Linked DNA regions of Zea mays: region 2 is linked to region 1. A link is a contact called in public Hi-C data. All regions are on one chromosome and are shown on one strand. Each heading gives the region's core, a stretch centred on a gene start, on an enhancer-like site or on the middle of the called end of the contact. The rest is flanking DNA. Distances are from core to core; before and after follow the strand shown.

Region 1 (2,700 bases), core at 168-2,667:
AGTGGGCTCAATAGAGTATATGTAAATTGTAGAGTCGATGAAGAAGGCATGGCAAGTAGCAAAGAAAACTTGTGTGGGCTAATTAATTGCTCCTCTTTTTCTTTCTTTCTAGACGCAGAGAAATCTAATCCAACGATGGCTGACTGACGCACCACATCGATCTGCAATGAAAGTCAGGTAAGGAATGAAGGGTGGCCAGCAGGTGTAGATACATGTCCATGTCGTCTGTTTGCCTTTGCCTCCTCCAATCATCCATTTTTTCTGTGCTTTATTTTCTGCTAGCTCTTCTGGAGGATGGATCATGGATCAAACACAAGTCAACATTCAGACCAGACAGAATGTGGGTGCGTTTTCAATTAATTTGGGTTGGCAACAAATTGTATGCGGACTTGTGTCCGTCTAGAACGTTTGGCTTTCTTCAGTCGCTGTGGATGGAAAAGGGAGACGCGCGCCAGGTCAGTTGCGTCGGTGGAGATAAAACTAGACGCATGTATTAATAAATCGGCAAGCATTGGGAGTTTTAGTTTTTTTTACAGGGTTGTGAAACCGATCGTGGGCGGCGAGATTATTACATTAGTTAGATTTTTTTAGAGACAGAAAAAAAAAACCAATGCAGGTAACAGTAACAGGTGATGCCGCCGTCGGCCACATCTTTGTGCTGGTTTTGGTAGACAACTGCACATGTAAATGGAGGGATCTCTATAAGAGATCATTTTGCTATTCAAATAAAAAGAGCATCCCTTCTCCATGGATCATCTCTATTTCCCTATCTCCAAACCAGTTCTAAACAACGAGTCTCATTCTCATCTAAGTGTAGTAATGGATTATGATTCAAATGGATTTTTATAATTTGTTAGGATCCTAAGTTAATTTTAGGTAAAGAAAAAATAGAAATTAAGTTTGATCTTCATCTGATCCTTAAATTCGATAGCGTAAATTTTAGAGCTCATCGTGAACCCTAACTAAGTCTCACATCACCACCTACGGAGGATTGGATCGGAATAATAAACTACTGGTCTCCTTAAACAACGAGTACTGCAGTATTGGCAGCTGCATCCTGCAGCCGTCGCCTTGGAGCTGGAGCTTATAAATACTCCTGTCTCTGCAAGAAGATCCCATGGTGATCCCATTCCCATCCGTGTGTGTGTGTTTTTTTTTTCAATTTATCAAATTAGTTACGCGGACGCAAAAAACAAAAGAACAACAATAAACAACATGCGAACCGTGTTTTCTTGCCTAAGATTAGGTGGCATGTGTACGTATATTTATCTTAGACGCATTTTAGTATTCCTCAACTGAAAGCAGAAACAAAAAGTCAAGAAGGGGAAAAAAATCTCAGGAAATCACATTCACATGTTAAATATAGAAATCACATTCACATGCTGAATAAAAAAAAAGGCAGAGAGGAGAGGAGGAGGAGGCTTTGTCATGTTGACCGACCGGAGGAGAGGAGGGAGGGAGGTCATGGGGGAGGAGGACGGTCCCGCCGGCCAAAGCTGAAAGGTTCTCTGCTTCATTCCTTGATGAAGCTGAACCAAGGCAGGCCAAAGAAAGAAAGGGAACCTCCTTCAATGGCGGTCTGCTATATATATCCTGGTCTCTCCTCCCCAAATCCGTTTCCATCCTCGTCCGCACCCTCCTCCTCCACGCCACGATGAGCATGCTCCTCCAGCCGCAGCCGTACCAACAACAACAACCACCGTCGCCCTCCTCTCATTCCCATCCCGCCAGTATGGCCGCGGCCGCCGCCTACTGGCTCGCGGAGCACCCGGCCATCGTGGGGTTCCGGTGGAGCCCGACGCACCTGTGGTTCTCCACCTGGGCGTTCCTCCTGGGGTCGCTGGCCGCCTACGTGGCGCTCTGCCTGGCCCTGGACGTGGCGCTGGCCCTGGCCGCGCAGCGCCTGCGCCGGCGCCTTGCGGTTCCGCTGGGCCCCGTGCCCGCGGCGCACGCGCTGCTGATGGCCGGCGCGTCGTCCGCCATCTTCGCGGGGACGCTGCTGTCGGCGGTGGCGGAGATACGGGACACGCGGTGGTCGTGGCGGGGCCGCAGCCGCAGCACCCCGCTGCGGTGGCTCCTGTGCTTCCCGCCCGGGACGCGCTCCTCGGGCCGCGTCTTCTTCTGGTCCTACGCCTACTACCTGTCCCGCTACCTCCACGCGGCGCGGGGCGTGCTGGCGGTGCTGCGCAGGCGGCGGAGCGCCGCGCCGCGGGTGTTCGCGCACGCCGCCTCCGTGGCCATGGCGTTCCTGTGGCTCGAGTTCTCGCAGTCGTTCCAGGTGCTGGCCATCCTCGCGTCCACGCTCACGCACGCCGTCGCGCTCGGCTACAGGTTCTGGGTCGGCGCGGGGCTCCCCGCCAGGGGCGCCGCCCACGTCGCGCTCGCCTGCCAGCTGGGCCTCCTCGGCTGCAACCTCGCCTGCCACGTCGGCGTCGTGTGGATGCACTTCGGCGCCGTCGGCGGCGGGTGCAGCGGCATCGGCGCATGGGTCTTCAACACGCTGCTCAACGCCGCCCTGCTCTGGGTCTTCTTTCATTGCTACGGCAAGCGCGGCGTCGACGAAGGCAGCGGCGCCGCCAGCACAAAGGACCTATGAATTGGATTGGATGATCAGCTATTCGGCTGCTGCTGCTGTAATATTTTTGTAAATAGGCCTGGACCGCCCGGCGGACGGAAACAAGAACAAGGCGAAGGATCGAT
Region 2 (2,700 bases), core at 143-2,642, 220 kb after region 1:
GAACGCACCTCGTCAGCCACGAAGGCTGAGGCAGGGTCCATCTTCACCACCCTCGTACCCATTTTTAGCATTTTCCTTATCATTGTCTTTATCCTTATCCCACTTGACAAAATGGCGTAGTCTCTCAGTTTGGATTTATAAACTTTATTTTTATGCGACACGGTCTAACAGATAACTTGGGACCAATTTCCCATGCATGGATCTCCCCGACTCCGGCTGCTAAGATTTTCATGTGGATCTTTCAAGCTGCCCCTAATAGCCTTGAGGGCATCAACTTCAGAGCAAATGAACCAAGTTTATGTTAAATCATTTTACTGACATATTGCTGCTGCAAGGCAAGTTAACATTATATAATTCCATTCTCTTTTTTATGTTGCTTAAATTCATTTTGCTGACATATTGTTGCTCCCAATGTTTCTTTCCTGATGACTGATTAAGGGCATCATCATCCCACGTTTAATTATGAATGCTAGGGTTGAGGAGATAATGAGAATATAGATCATGGACTCCAGATAAAATTTATCTAGTTCATTAGTTGAATTGTTTGACGAGATGCGGGTAGATCTGAGCGTCAATTACTGAGAGTTGTTTCACTCGCGTGGGCTCTCTACGGCGACGCGGACGGTCCGCGGCTTAGGGTCAAACGGTCCATGACCTAGACAGCAGGAGCGGGTTTCCTGTGCCGTGCCAGATGGTCCGTGCGTGCGCAAGGCGGAGGCCTTCGCCAATGACACCTGGATCTCGCCTCTAGGAGGGACTCGTCAGGGGGAGAGATCCTAGAGTTTGTCTTGAGATCGACAGGCCACTCAAGGCGTCTTTAGATGACGTAGAGTCGTAGAGAGGTGAAGATATAGATAAATAAGGTTACATTACTTGCTACTTCTAGGATAAGAAAGTAAAGAAATTGATAAACGAGTTGATTGGTTCGATTGGTTTTGTCCGCAGTCGAGAACCGTAGACACTTTTTACTTGAAAAAATCATTATTCTCTTCTCCAAATTCTTTATCTCTACCCCTATCTCTAGTCAGTTCTACACCCACCTCACTACTATACATATGTTCCCATTTACGGTTAAACCATAATTTAAAGGTTGTTTGCATGTTCGTACATAAGACTTGTTGCACAACAGGGGTTGGCTATTTATGGTCATTTATCATTCGTGACGTCTAATAGCATTTCTTAGTGCTATTGGTTTATATTAAATTGCATAATGCCCTCTTTCTGGTTATATTTGTTTGTTATATTGTGCTACTTGCACCCAGTGCATGGAACTTTCTAACGTCGCTGTACGTCATTGGCCTTGGGCGACATCATCAGACAACGTAGCTAGGACGGCCCAGTGGACCCTGCCGTGGAAGAAGCGGCTGCCCTGGGCCCTGGACGTAGCATTTTCAATTGCATGCGAGGTTGCGTCGTCGTCGTTGGGGGCCTTTAACGAGTCCGGCCTAGTCTGCTATCCACACCAGATAAATGTTCGGCTTTGCGTTCTTAACCCTTTTTATTTTTTAACTCACCTGTTTGTCATGAAACCTATTTATAGTTATTTATATAGGGGAACAACCGCATATCTTCTTAGATATATAAGGGTGCAAACGAGTCTCCTAGTTTTTTAATCATGATCTAACTGTACTTCACATTTAACACTTCAATTCTTCATCAGCTCATACAACTTTTATAAAAAAAACTTAAACTATCAGGAAAGTAAAAGAGTATTGCACTCGTCTTCTTGCTTGGTCATAGTCAATCCTTGGAAGACTATAATACTATATGCCATTAAATTTACCGTGAACTTAGTTCAATCAACGAGGTAATTAAGACATTTTTTTTCTTGCCGATTGTAACTTTGGACTTTTTTTTAATCTTGTGTAGCTGAAACAACTCATGTTATGGCTGGTTTGTTTTTTTCACAGATTCAGAACTATAATATATATATGATATGATTGTCTCCCTCTGCTGCAAGGCAAGTTCATCATCCAAAGTTAAGGCAAGCAAGTAGCCTGTTGAAGTGAAGATGAGAAAGATGAGGGAAGCTCCCAAGCAAGGAGCTGCTAGCTGCTGTGTGGACACCTGGCACAAACATCGCCTCTCGATCAGTTTATCCTCACTGTCCTGCAGAAACATGGATCTGGGACTTCAGATCTCCCCGGTCGCCTAGATTCTCGGCCAGCAGCTGAAGAAGAAAAAGGCTTCCGCTTGCCGCTTTACTGTATCCCCCTAATCCTGAGGCATCCACTCCCAGACCTCGCTAGATCCATTCCCATCCCTCATCGCCGGCACTCTCCCGTCTCCAGTGCATGCTGTGATGCCTGCACTGCACAGCACAACAGCGAATGAGCTGCATGCATTCTGCATCATTCAGAGAATTTCAGATACAGACACGAGGTCACAGGCTTTGCAGCCACTACCGGAATCGCGTTCTTTGCCGAGTGTCTAAAACACTCGGCAGAAGCTATTTTACACTCGGCAAAGGCTTTGCCGAGTGTAACACTCGGCAAAGAACACTCGGCAAAGATTTCATCGGCAAATGGTTCTTTGCCGAGTGCTTTTTTTCGGACACTCGGCAAAGACTTTGCCGAGTGTCAAAAAGCACTCGGCAAAGAAAAACACTCGGCAAATTAAGAATCGAAAAATTTTAAAAAAAACAGCAAAACATTTTTTAAATTCTAGGAACAACTCTCCAACCCTACCCTATTACCTTAC

Evidence for each region. Hi-C and Micro-C count contacts between places; a contact is called where the count stands out from the background.
Region 2: a contact with region 1 is called in a Hi-C map of tassel, with 2.2 times the contacts expected there. The contact joins the enhancer-like site here to the promoter of LOC100281858 in region 1. A contact is called at or near these places in 4 of 25 Hi-C or Micro-C datasets (ear, leaf and tassel).

Annotation. Positions count from the first base shown.
Region 1 is chr3:107,225,912-107,228,611 of Zm-B73-REFERENCE-NAM-5.0, forward strand. It overlaps LOC100281858, which reads left to right and starts at 1,418. Exons shown (of 1, transcript NM_001154778.2): 1 at 1,418-2,700. The coding sequence starts at 1,655. The coding sequence ends at 2,596.
Region 2 is chr3:107,449,044-107,451,743 of Zm-B73-REFERENCE-NAM-5.0, forward strand. No RefSeq gene overlaps it. Among protein-coding and RNA genes, the nearest start is that of LOC109945262, 25 kb to the left of the region's middle. Within about 2 kb of position 1,393, at least 15 of the 20 cell types and tissues checked have an H3K27ac peak or open chromatin away from gene starts, as enhancers often do. A contact at or near this core is called in ear, leaf and tassel, where this site is marked.